Regions from separate parts of the Mus musculus genome. Here regions 1, 2 and 3 are each linked to region 4. A link is a contact called in public HiChIP or PLAC-seq data. All regions are on one chromosome and are shown on one strand. Each heading gives the region's core, a stretch centred on a gene start, on an enhancer-like site or on the middle of the called end of the contact. The rest is flanking DNA. Distances are from core to core; before and after follow the strand shown.

Region 1 (3,068 bases), core at 225-2,724, 440 kb before region 4:
CAAGAAAATGGTAAAAATGCCATTTGTACAAGTCTTTCATGTGTTAGAATGGTTGTAACAGTTACTGGGGGTTTTCAGGAGTTCTTTGTGTTTCTTAGATGATATTGGGAAATCAGGGTTCCCCCTTGGGGTTCTTAGTTTCAATGAAAGAATTGAACGAAGCTCAAGGCTAGTGTTATTAGTGTTTTTTAAAAAGCCCCAGGGTGGGCAGCTGTAAATCCCAGCAGCTGCCTGGAGAATGTCGGTGAAAAGGAGGTGGGGGTGGGCAAGGCCTGACATTTGAGTGGGAGGGGGCTTTAGAAAGAGCATGGAAGTCCAAAGTACCATGGTGTGTGTGTGTGTGTGTGTGTGTGTGTGTGTGTGTGTGTGTGTGTTTGCATGTGTGCTCACACACCTATACACAGCATGTACACAGACATAGGCACACTTAAGGCAGTGGCTCTCAATCTATGGGTTGAAATCCCTTGGGGGGGGGAGTGTCTAACAACCCTTTCACAGGGGTCACATGTCAGATATGCTGCATTTCAGATGTGTAGTACAACCACGTTATGCTTATCCCCAACTAGCTCACAAATAAATGAGACTCCGACTATGGTTATTTTACTTGGCGTTGATAATTACTGGGGGTCACCCTTAATCTACTCTTTTGACTGCTGGCCTGGCTACCTTCCCAGGGGTATAACCCCAGATACTTGCTGTTTCTCCTGGCCACATGCTCACGGTCCATCTCTTCTCTTGGAGGCTTCCTCTTCTCCCCTCATCCCTCCTCCTTCTCCTCCTGGTCCCCACCCCCTCCTTCTCCACTGCCAACCAGGTTACTCAAAACCCATCTACCTTGAATCCCTCCAGTAATTGGATTCAACCAATTTTATTTAACCAGTAGTTTTAAATCAAAGAATAAGGTTTGCACAACAAAAGCTTGTCAACTCTAGGGTCCAGACATTTGGGCACAGAATTTAGCATTACAATACATAACAACAGACCAAACTCAACACTGATATTACATTACGATTCATAACAGTAGCAAAATTACAGTTATGAAGTAGCAAGGAAAATCATTTTTATGGTCGGGGTGAGGGGTCCCCACAGCATGAGGAACTGTATTAAAGGGTTGCAGCATTAGGGAGGGTGAGGACCAGTGGCTGAGGAGTTAGCATCTAGAAGAAAGAGACAAAAGAAAGGAAAAGTTGCCCTTTCCTGAGGCAAAGAAGAAGGGCTGGGCTGAAAGTAGAATGGGTATCTGAACCATTCTCCCAGCTTCCCTCTCTCCCATGGTGATCCTAGGAAAATATTCCTCACAGTGATTCTGGGACCCACAGACATTTTGTGTCTGCCTCTCTGAATCATTTTCCCACCAGACACACCTAGAGCTGGAAAGAAGAGCAGCCTGGCGTGGGTCTGTTGGAGTGGTATTGTTAAGACTGTCTGTGTCAGCAAGGGCTGAGGTCAGAGCATATGTCACGTGTCCCTGAGGCTCACTCCGACACAACTGGGACAATGGTGAGACAACAGTGCCTAATCCAGCTGGAGAGTTGCTGAACACCCCGCAGCTGAGGGCCCCACTGCTTTCTAGCAGTAACTAGGGCTCTTTTATCAACCCCCAAGTCATGATTTCCCTCAATATACTAAATGTTTTAAAAAGAAGAAAGCCATTTTTAAAGGGCTGACACTCACAAACAGTCAAAAGCTGAAGTGGTACTCTTCCCCTCACAACACATTTTAAAGTTTTAGAAAAATCTAGAAAGGAAGTAGCCAGACTAAGGCACTTTCTTTATTTCTAAATCTTTTTTGTTTTGTTTTGTTTGTTTGTTTTTTCTGGATCTTAAAAAAAAAATGTATATGTGATCTTCAGGAAGGAAGGGGAAGATATTTATAGGCTGTTCCTGACTTCCTGTTTCTAAAGATAGTCTGCTAGTATCTACAATTTCTGTTCAGAACGTTGGCTCTACTTGCATGACAAAGGACGCAGTGTTCAGAGACCTCCCTTCCTCCCCACATCTTAGGCATTTGCTGCCATACTTATGAGGACCTTTGGAGTCCTGATTTAGGTGACTTATAAACCCCTCCCTCAGGGTGGGGGAGTAGGTTTACCATTGCCGAATCTCTTCTAGAGAGCCTCACTGCCTCAAGCAAAGACTGAACCTAAGGGTCTGTCCGGGTCCATCCATTCCTTGCTGGTGCTTGGAGTGCTTGTGAAAAGACGCCTGTCACATTTAAACTGACTTTAATATTATTTAAAGAAAAATGATTACCTACTGAGTTCAAAGCCATAGTTCAGACAGGAAAGGGGGTGGGCAGGTGGGTGTTTTTAGTGTTTCTTGAATGTATCAAAACTTCTTCAAAATCCTACAATGTGCCAATTCATTTGAGACTTCTTACCATTTGTTTCAAACAGGTAAGACTTTGTTGCCTCGAGTCTTCCAGAAGCAGAAGGCCCCTGGAGTCTTGGTTTATTTGGTAGGTCAGCCAGATGCTAATACTGGGGACCCTGCCCTATGTGTCCTTTGATTTAGCCCACAGATATATCTCTACCAAGATCAAGAATTGCTGACGACTACTGTAACAAAAAGGAGCAGCCATTGCCTGGGCTCACCTCTGAAGAGCTTAGAGGCACCGGCTGCCAGCAATGAGTGCTTGCAAGAGGGAGGGACTGCGCTCCTGGAAGGGGCGCCCGCCCAACCAGATGTGGGACTTGTGTCTGAGACCTGAGATGGGGAGGGGAGATAGGAGGACAGGACTAGATTGCTATGCAGGGAACACCTGCAGGCAGAGAGGACAAGGCCATGGAGGTACACAGAGAGGAGGAAAAATTCAGTGTCTCAGAGCATCTAGGGCAAATGCGTCCATTGTGACAGAATCAGCCCTGGGAAGACAGTCATAGGAAGGAGTGTGAATTCTCCAAATTGCTGAGGACAGACAGTGTTCTCCAGGCGACCCTCCTTTATCCCCTCTGGGTTTCTAGAACCCCATCCCTTGGTTCCCATCTTTTATTCATCGTATACCAGTTTTTGACATCTTTCTCCCCTCTGAGACCTATACCCCTTGGCTCTTCATGCCTCTTATAATTC
Region 2 (3,323 bases), core at 177-2,676, 410 kb before region 4:
TGAGCATCTCTGTGTGTCTGGATCTTGAAATTATTAGGAACCCCACCTTCTCTGTGAAGTACAAATCAGATGGTCCCTTCTACTATTCTAGAGCAAAGGCTTTCGATAACAAAAGGGAAAGACCGTTCCCTTGCTCTGCTGAACTCTTTCTGTCTTCAATTCCTCATTGTGGAAAATGGGGAAAGTTCTGGAAAAACAAGATAGACCTACTCCTGACCATTAAAGACTAAGTGACCTATGGCCAATCTCCTTCGATGGCTAAAGTGCATTCTACTGATTGCCCGCCTGCTCTGTGCCAGTCATGGACTAAGTATGGGGTGTTGGGGGGGCAATCTTTTAAGTCACTCGGCTATTAATGGCCTTGTCTATGCTGGAACTGCAGAGTTATAAAATATTCATGATATAAACTTTGCTTGCCAGATGAGGATCAAAGGCAGCGAGGAAAGGCAAAGGAAAAAGTCATAATTGGAGAGAAGAGTGTTAGTAAAGCTAAAAGGACAGTGCGAACTAACTTGGAGAGCTTTCCAGTGGACAGCCTACCCATGTGCAGTGTCCAAATGGAGGGAGTTCTAACAATAAGCCAGCAAGTCAAAGCCAGAAGCCTGGAAATGCAGGACTTGAAGCCCCAAGGACTGTCATAAGCAGCAAGCCAGGAATCAGGACCATTCACTCACACATAGGTTTTCTAACAATGTAAAGGACAAGTGAAGTCTCCTAATCATTTCCATATATCTCTATTCTGGATGAGATTTTCTTGATAGCACCAAATACCCACAGCACCAAGTATCTGATAGCACTAAGTACCCACAGCACCAAGAACCTGATAGCACCAAGTACCCACAGCATCAAGTACCGATAGCACCAAGTACCCCATAGGACCAAGTACCTGATAGCACTTGATAGCACCAAATACCCACAGCACCAAGTACCTGATAGCAGCAAATATTCACAATACCATGTACCCGATAGGGCCAAGTAACCATAGCACCAAGTACCTGATGGCACCAAGTACCTAATAGCACTTACTCTTTGCGTGTTTGCAGGGTGATCTCAAAACTCCTTTGCATTTCTACTCACGTCACATGGTTAATATGCAATGTCAGTCTATCTACTGACATTGACTTCGTCTCTTTTATACATACATACAGAGAGACAGACAAGAGGGAGACAGAGACACAAAGAGTCAGAGACAGAGACTAGACCAAGAAAGAGAGAGAGGGCACCTGCCTTTCCTTACAGTCTAGGTTCCCTGGAGGCTCTTCCTGGAGAGCTCCCCCTGGATCCTCTCTGGACACTCCCTGTTGCATTTTAACCCAGCCTGTGTTGCCTCCCTTCCTTCTGCCTGCAGAACTCTGCATATCCCCATCTGCCCTTGGCAAACCCCAGTTCATTACTCAACACTCAGTTCCAGAGTCTCCTCCTTTATGAAGACTCTGGATCCTGACTTGTGTTTACAACCCGCTTGCTTACGCTTGTCTCCGTACGTGCTCCCAGGGCTGTGTCCAGCTTGCTCTCCCACGCCTTCTCTCTCAGTGTTTCCCCAGTGGGGTGCATGGTTTTCACTCAGCAATAAAAAGGGACTACTCTTTAGGGTTGGGGTACCAGACAGGTGCAAAGCCAACAGTCCCTTCCAATCCTTCCCGCTGGGAATTAGGGAGAACTGGGAACAGAAGAGGGAACAGAGGCACAGGAGCGTTGGAAATATGAATGGAACAGACGTCCCAGTACCTGAGCTTTTTAGAGATTCCAGTCTGTCCTCCTGCTCTTCTAGAGGGTTAAGAGGAGGGAACATGCTTCAGAAAGGGACATGCTTTGTGTTGGTTTTGTTGTACTTTTCCTGATTTTGATAGGTATTTATAAGCGGGAGCACCGGGGCCGTTCAGTTTTCATTACCTAACTTGGCATTTTCTCTTGTACACACAGCAACTCCGAATCCTCCCCATAGCCTGTAACCACATCCCCCACTGGGCCTAACGCTAAATCAACACTGTCAGTTAAAAACAAACACTGACAGGTGCGGAGCGCATTGAGCTAGGGAGGACGTTTATCCCGAGCTGGGTTTAGCAAACTGAGGGGGAGAAAAACCAATCCTGATTTGGCCAGCCCTTTGGGTTTCCACACACAGGGGGACAGGAGAGGCCACCAAAGGCTTGGAAGACTGCCAGGGTCCCTCCCACACCAGACTCACCTGGGAGAGGGCAGGAGAAACACTTAGGCTTTTGCAAGGACACTCAGGGTTTCTGTCCAGGTCACTCAGGGCTTCTTAGCAGAGGCCCGCCCAGAAGAGTGTTTTTGAGAGGCCGGAACTCCTAGGTGTCCTTAGCTGTAACTCCTGGTGGGGACCAGAGACTGATCAAGGTCAGGAGATTTTTCAGAGAGCTGTCAATGGGAAAACAGCCTTGTGTCCCAACAGTGGCTCCAGTTCTTGTGTACTTCTATGTGTGTACTTGTATGTGTGTGCACCCATATGTATTTGTCTTTGTGTGACACTTCTTGTGTCTTTAGTGGGAAGCCGTGTCCGGGTAGTTGTTGCCTGAACCAGGTGACTGATCTTGAATTATAGGATTGATCACTGCTTGGTTTTGTTGTTGTTGTTTGGTTGGATTTTGGTGCTGGTGATATAACCAGGGATTCTCCCAGAGTATGCAAATACATTGCCAAGAAGCGATACCCCCTCATCCCACTACAAGGACTGATAAGTGGACCCAGATTGCATGAGGCATGTGCTGTATGCCAGTCTGCCTTGCATATTTCACAGGTATTTCTGTCTTTATGCCTCACATTGATCTGGAGAGTGGCTGCCTTTACTTCATCCCCACTGCTTTGCAGAGTTGCGATGGAGGAACACAGGGATACGTTGACTCATACAAGTGATGCAGCTAGCAGGTCTGTAATGGAGCCAGTTACATACTGCCAGCTACTTGACCTCAGAAGATGGGTCATTGGGCCATTAGCATATTGCCCTGGATCTGAGAATGCTCTACTGTGTAATAGAATCATCTGGGGTGTGGGTGGCATTTAAAATGGTCAGTGCCAGAGTTTACCTCCCCAAAGATATTGATTTTTGTGTTTGGGGTATTAAATTATATTTATGTCATATGGTGTATGAGTGAGTGTGTGTATAGTTTAGGGTGTGTGTATGTGTGACCTATATTGTGTAGGAGAGTGTGTGTGTTGTGGAGAGTGTGTGTGTGTTGTATGTGAGGGTGCATATGTGGTATGTGCTATTGTGTGTGTGTGTCTTGGAAGAGCGTGTATATGTGTGTGTTGTATGTGAGGGCATATGTGTGGTATATGTGTGCATTGTGTGTGAGTGTATGCAT
Region 3 (2,893 bases), core at 299-2,798, 380 kb before region 4:
TAAATGTGTGGATACGATTTTTGGTTCAGCACACACATATGGTAAAGTATGAAAGCAGTGGCCTGTGTTATGAATGAGGGCCGGTCTTTGCTTGCTTTATTCTCTTTACTTCTGAGCCCACCAACCTTTTGCTCTCTGCTGAGACCAGTCTCAAGGACCCATGTGCTTTAACCATTCCTGATATTCAGCCTGAGTTTCACCCCCACGTGGAGCCCCAACACCACAGAAATGTTTCCTTCTCCCCAGAGGCTTGGGAGAACTTCTATTGCTTCGAAGAGCACAGAGCTAGTCTTTCTCCTACCCCTAGTGGAGACTTGGCTACCTGCCTGTCGCAGCAGGAGTGCTCGTCTCTCTTCAGCGCATGCGCAAGGGTCTCCTGCTTGCGCAGCCCCAGGTGTGACCCAAAGCCAGCGCAGAAGGAGCCCAGCTGTGTCTCAGCTTTCCAGGCCCCAGGGAGGGGTCACGGCTTCCGACTTCCGACTTTGGCAGCTGAGCCTTGTTGAAGGTCTGCTTCTTTGCTGTAGCCTCTTCCCAAGCCAGCTGTCATGGTCCTGAGGTCAGGAAGAAGCGACCTCTCATTGTGCTGCGAGAGGTGGCCCCTTGCTGAAGAAGGCTGTTCTGGTCTCCAGCATGGTCCCCTGTGACTTAGTACTTAGTGGGACTGAGGCTGCAGTTCTTGGCTTTTGCTGGGTCTTTTCTGTCTTAGAGCCTTCACACACAGGGGACATTCAGAACACGGGACATTCAGAACACTGGGGACATTCAGAACACATCAGAGGAGTTGAGAAGGTGGGGCAAAGGAGCAGCTTCCATTCTCATCTGCAAAATGGGGACAGTGACAGTCTCAACTGAGATGAGATGAGAACTGGAAACAGGACATGAAATAAATAATCCTTGTCACATAAGCTTTCAGTATAATTTCTTTCTTTCTTTCTTCTTCTTCTTCTTCTTCTTCTTCTTCTTCTTCTTCTTCTTCTTCTTCTTCTTCTTCTTCTTCTTCTTCTTTTCCTTCTCCTTCTCCTTCTTCTTCTTTTCTCCTTCCTTCCTTCCTTCCTTCCTTCCTTCCTTCCTTCCTTCCTTCCTTCCTTCCTTCCTTCCTTTCTTTCTTTCTTTCTTTCTTTCTTTCTTTCTTTCTTTCTTTCTTTCTTTTTCTGAGCTCAGTTTGGTAGGATCATCACAAAACAAGCCCGGGTAATAACAGGACTCCAGAGAGTAAGTTCTGACCTCCAGAGTCCTGACCCCAAATCTTTCCAGCTTCTGACACAAGCAAGATGTTGAACCTTTCTGTCTCCAGGTTTTCCTCTGAGCCCTCTCCTGGGAAGCTGTAAGAGCTGAGATAACACAGTTCAGGGCTAAGGGCAACACTTGGCAATAAGGAAGTAGCAGCCACTAGTTGAGGAGCTGTAGAAGGACCGAGAAGGGAGGTGCATGGGCTAGATCCCCGTCAAGAAAGCTTCCTGAGGGAGCAGCCATCCAAGCAAGGCAAGCACACGTGCGCCAGACAGCACCAGGTGCACAGGCTGTGGATGCCTGTGAGACAGAACAGCAAAGACAACGCCCAAGGCAGTAAAAGCCCTTCGAACCGGAAATGCCTAAAGGGGGCTCAGACAGTGAATGTGGAGAGTTTTCTGGGTCCCACCACAGCCAGCAAAGAAGCTGCAACTCTTGATAACTTGGCTGGTTCTACATCAGTGAATCTGAAGGTCGCGCTCTTAGCAGCCTTCATAGTAGGAAACTCAGACCCCATGCACGCTGTGTGCTGTCCTCTGATGCTAATGCGTCCCACCAATTCCGAGGCGTACAGTTGTATCTTTCCTCTAGTCTTTGGGTCAGAGTGCACCTCCCAATTCCAGCCCACCTTGCTGAAGGTCAGGTATCCGAGGCTCCAGGGCCTAACACTTATAGCTTTGGATTCTCAGGTTAAGGATTTGAATAAGACAGAATTTGCAAATTCTTAGGAGGATGCTGTGTGAGCAGCTTGTAGCTCAAGTTCCCTGGGGCTGTGCGATCTCTGCCTGACTGTGCTCACTTCTCATTTCTGCCTGCCCTGAACTGCAAATGCATCATAATCTAACTCCGTGTAGGTGCTTTCTATAAGAGTTCACTGGAGGACATTCAAAGTCTCCTAATGCTAACACCGAGCTTTCCAGTCAGGAACACCTCAAATGTTACAGAAAACAAAATTTGATTCCATCTGTGGATGATCTGTTTAATATCTTCTCATTTCTAAGAAGAAAAAAACCAACCAAACAAACCCAAAGGTTAAAATGATGTTACATGTGGTCTCACACATGTGATGCAGGCAGAGTTCTGAGAATAGAAGGCAGTTTCTGTGTGCCAGACACAAAGGGTTAAATAGAGAACTTGGGGTTTCAGTGACACTGTGGGATGCAGAGAGGGGGACAAGGATGCCTGTGCTGGAGGTCACAGTTTCAATCAATGATGGTTTAAGTGAGTAGGCTCATCTTGGTGGCTTGCCTGGTTGCTGCTCCACTTTTCAGGAGGCTTAGAGAAACCTCATCTGCTGGGCCAAAGCAGGCAGCTCTGGAAAGTTCTCTGGAAGCTACAGAAAATCTCTGCCCTGTCCCTAACATCTGCCTGCAACCGCCTCTGGAAATAGCAACTACTTCCCCTTGCGTCCTGACTTGCAAAGCCACACCAATTCCTCTTGAAGGCAAACTCTAACCTGGATCAGCTGGAAAGGAAACATGAGTCTCTCAGCCTTAGGGTCTCACGAGCGTTGGGCTCGTACCCTAAGGTACTTGGCGGTTTTCATCCTTTAGCAAAGTCTCTGGGGTCGGGTGCACCTTCCACTTGATTTTGTTACCATCCCTGGTTACCTGGATGAAGGCAGGATCTCCCAGAGGTTGTCTTTGCTTTGGTTGGCTATCCA
Region 4 (3,214 bases), core at 621-3,120:
CAAGAGCCAGGCAGGCTCGGCGGACATTACTCCCTCCCCAGTCCAGCCTATGCCACCGCAGTCAGCTATGCGGAGAAGGAAATTGACCTTCTACACTTCGTCTTCAACCTCCTTGTCACCAGAATCAACATGTCAAAAACAACACAAGTTACAGGGTTGTCAGGATACCGCGGGGCCAGTGCATTTGCTACGTTAGATGTTTCATCAGTAACATATCCAATGCAAGCGGAGTATCCCGGGACCTGCTGAAGAAAGTGAGGACTTTCCATGTCCTGAGCTCAGGGGGAATGGCAGCATGTCTGCGTGGAGCTGGGAACTGAAGTTGGAAAATCGTCCCTACACACTCAGCGTGGGCTTTGGGGGTGGCCGGGGCTGGAGGACGCCTTGAGCACCTTCCCTTCTCTTCTGTGGAGCAGAGCTGCCAGGAAGCCAGGAAATCTGGAGAGTCAGAAAGTGGCTACCTTTCCACAGATCAGTTTACCCATTCCCAACCAGGAAGTGACAGCTCAAGTTACACCCCTTTCAACAGATCATCCAATGGAGCCAGAGAAATGGCTAACCTGTTCAGGCGCTTGCTGCCCCCTGGGATTCTCAGCTCACAGCAGCCAGGTGACTCACAACCATCTGTAACCCCAGCTGCAGGAGATCCAGCCGCTCCAGCCTCTAAAGGCACCTGCACTCACATACGCAAATACAGATCCACATACGCACATGCACACATTGAAATAATTTTTTAAAAAATCAATATTTTAAAAATCACCTATTGTTTAACAATCAGTACTATTACATTGAGTAGGATGGGTAATTGTCACAACTGTAGATAAAAAAAATGCTGCTCTTGAGGGTTCAAAGGCTCAGAACTTACACAAGCATGGGAGGGAATTCAAATCTGCAGGCTCAAACCCAGTGGCTCCCAGTCTTCCTAATGCTGCGACCCTTTAATACAGTTCCTCATGTTGTGGTGACCCCCAGCCGTAAAATCACTTTTGTTGCTATTTCATAACTGTAATCTTTGCTACTGTTATGTAGCATAGTGTAAGCATCCGTGTGTCCCCATAGTCTTATGTGATCCCTGTGAATACGTCCTTCGACCTTCAAAGGGGTTGAGCCTCACAAGCTAAGAACCACTGCTCTAAATAAAGCCCTCTGACGATTCCTCAAAAATGTTAAAGACTGGAGTTCTTTGACACTCAGCAATTCCACAACTGCATACACATCCAAGAAGCCTGAAAACATGTCTACAGAAAACGTGTTCACTAATGTTGCACCATTATATCCTCCAAACTGAAACACTCCTTCCTTTAGAGGAAAGAAAAGCTGGCCAGACTCAAGTAGGTCAAAAAGGATGGGATGAGGAGGGCAGGGTGGAGTTTTGAACACATACACAGGAAGGAAACCCCAAAGATGCAGCTTTTCAGGGTCAGAACGTCTCGTGGTGCAGTGAGCTCCCAGTGGAACCTTTGCCTGTGTCTTCCATGTTCCTGTCGGTGTCCCCAATAAGCTTGTCATTTTTCTAAGTGAGATTCGGACGGGACAATTTCTTTAGCTGTCATCATGGGTGAATAGACATTTGTTGACATCCCCCCCCTCCAGGAAATAGAAAATATTCACAGAAGCATTATTTTAATAGTCTCCGAGTAGATCCAACCCAAATGTCCATCAACTGAAACGTGAACAAACAAAATACAGTCTATCGATACAACTGGGGGTTGGGGGGGGGGGTGGGCAGGGGATTTACTCGGTCATAAGTCAGAATGAGTCTTGAAAATGCTATGCTAAGTTAAAGGATCCAGACACAAGGTCAGGTAATGTAGGAGCCTTTTGTATCGGCTCTCTGTAACAGGCAAAAGACAAAAATAAATGAAACAGAAAGTAGATTTGCGGTTGCCAGAGGCTGAGAAAGGAAGGAAATGGTCACTGGCCCCACATGTATGTGGGGTTTCTTTCTGAGATTATAACAATATTCTTGGATAGTGGTTTTGGCACACAAGTTTGCGAAAATATTAAAAATAACTAATATGCAGATTCAAAATGTAAATTTATGGGGCATAGGTCATGTTTCAGTAAAAAAAAAACAAAAAACTGGGAAAAAAATCAGTACCCACTTCAACAAATTATATCAGGTCAGCTTGAGCTTCAGTTTTACAACGCTTCCTTTAGCTCCCTGGGCATTGGGCTATGCTCTTCTCATCTGGAGAGAGATTAGAATAACACTCGCCACCCACATCTGTGACAAGGCCTGAGTGTATTTTTGAAATGTCTGTTTTCAAGCAAGAGGTGATATAGAGATACAAGGTATGATGATGACGATAACAATGACAATGATGATGTTGATGATAAAGGTAACACTGTGTACCACAAGGCTTTACTCAAGTACAGATGTGGCAGTTGAATCTCAGGCACGTGCCCAGGTATTCATTGCTCACTCTCCCGGAGTGGCTCATTTACTCCATCATTCTCTGTGTTCATCATCCTCAGAAGCAAAGCCTGAAAAAGACTCAAACACATGCACTCAGGCACATAGACACACATAGGAACATGCATGCACAAATACATGCACAAATACTTGCACACACACACAAGCACAACTTATAGTAATTTACTACATTATATAGTTGTCTAGGGAAAATAGGTGCATTTGTGTGCACACTTGGACATGCGTGCATGTGTGTCTACATATGTGAATATATGTATGTATGTATGTATGTATATGTATGTATGTATGTATAGTGGGGTAGTGAGTGTTCCTGTTTTACTGGAGAAAAACCTTCAACTTTCTACCTACTTTTCCATGTGTAAACTCAGTATAACCTCCCTGAGATCTCACTATAAAAATTAATAACCCAAGTTAGGACACAATTCGCTCCTACACAAGGACGTTCCTAAAGAGCAGATGGAAGCCAGCATCTCCCCGGGGGCCTATCACTGAGGTAATGAGCAGAGTGAGAGCAGTGGAGTGAGCATCCCACCTCACAGGCAGTACCTGCCCCTGTGGGGGCCACGCTTCAGGAAACAGGGGGGATAAAGACAGCTCACACAGCCCCCACACCAAGTCATACAGTGTGTGTGTGTGTGTGTGTGTGTAGGGGTGGTATGTGTGTGTGCACAGGGTGGGTGTCTATATGTATGTGTGTGTATGTGTGCCCTCCTCTGTGTGTGTGTGTGTGTGTGTGTGTGTATGTGTGTGTGTGTGTGTGTGTGTGTGTGTGTGCCT

The links. HiChIP or PLAC-seq counts read pairs in DNA pulled down with a chosen protein or histone mark.
Region 1: a contact with region 4 is called in an H3K27ac HiChIP or PLAC-seq map of regulatory T cells, with 5 times the contacts expected there. The contact joins two enhancer-like sites. A contact is called at or near these places in 3 of 15 datasets of contacts at CTCF or cohesin (the NIH/3T3 cell line, large pre-B cells and pro-B cells), 11 of 484 Hi-C or Micro-C datasets (CD4 T cells, CD8 T cells, the G1E-ER4 cell line and 6 more) and 7 of 115 datasets of contacts at active chromatin or transcription factors (the NIH/3T3 cell line, astrocytes, bone marrow-derived macrophages and 4 more).
Region 2: an H3K27ac HiChIP or PLAC-seq map of regulatory T cells shows a contact between it and region 4, with 5 times the contacts expected there. The contact joins two enhancer-like sites. A contact is called at or near these places in 2 of 15 datasets of contacts at CTCF or cohesin (large pre-B cells and pro-B cells), 3 of 484 Hi-C or Micro-C datasets (CD4 T cells and CD8 T cells) and 7 of 115 datasets of contacts at active chromatin or transcription factors (CD8 T cells, double positive thymocytes, fibro-adipogenic progenitors and 4 more).
Region 3: a contact with region 4 is called in a RAD21 HiChIP or PLAC-seq map of pro-B cells, with 6 times the contacts expected there. The contact joins two enhancer-like sites. A contact is called at or near these places in 2 of 15 datasets of contacts at CTCF or cohesin (large pre-B cells and pro-B cells), 8 of 484 Hi-C or Micro-C datasets (CD4 T cells, Sertoli cells, gonadal supporting cells and 5 more), 5 of 115 datasets of contacts at active chromatin or transcription factors (bone marrow-derived macrophages, double positive thymocytes, embryonic basal ganglia and 2 more) and 1 of 9 other capture datasets (embryonic stem cells).

What each region holds. Positions count from the first base shown.
Region 1 is chr10:119,038,792-119,041,859 of GRCm38.p6, reverse strand. All of the region lies in intron 3 of Gm33677 (predicted gene, 33677), which reads left to right. Among named protein-coding and RNA genes, the nearest start is that of Gm33677, 10 kb to the left of the region's middle. Within about 2 kb of position 1,474, at least 40 of the 459 cell types and tissues checked have an H3K27ac peak or open chromatin away from gene starts, as enhancers often do. A contact at or near this core is called in CD8 T cells, bone marrow-derived macrophages, pro-B cells and 1 more, where this site is marked.
Region 2 is chr10:119,009,839-119,013,161 of GRCm38.p6, reverse strand. No RefSeq gene overlaps it. Among named protein-coding and RNA genes, the nearest start is that of Gm33624, 4.3 kb to the right of the region's middle. Within about 2 kb of position 1,426, at least 64 of the 459 cell types and tissues checked have an H3K27ac peak or open chromatin away from gene starts, as enhancers often do. A contact at or near this core is called in CD8 T cells, memory CD8 T cells, pro-B cells and 1 more, where this site is marked.
Region 3 is chr10:118,977,041-118,979,933 of GRCm38.p6, reverse strand. No RefSeq gene overlaps it. Among named protein-coding and RNA genes, the nearest start is that of Gm33624, 29 kb to the left of the region's middle. Within about 2 kb of position 1,548, at least 36 of the 459 cell types and tissues checked have an H3K27ac peak or open chromatin away from gene starts, as enhancers often do. A contact at or near this core is called in pre-B cells and pro-B cells, where this site is marked.
Region 4 is chr10:118,598,492-118,601,705 of GRCm38.p6, reverse strand. No RefSeq gene overlaps it. Among named protein-coding and RNA genes, the nearest start is that of Ifngas1, 44 kb to the right of the region's middle. Within about 2 kb of position 1,870, at least 46 of the 459 cell types and tissues checked have an H3K27ac peak or open chromatin away from gene starts, as enhancers often do. A contact at or near this core is called in CD8 T cells, bone marrow-derived macrophages, memory CD8 T cells and 3 more, where this site is marked.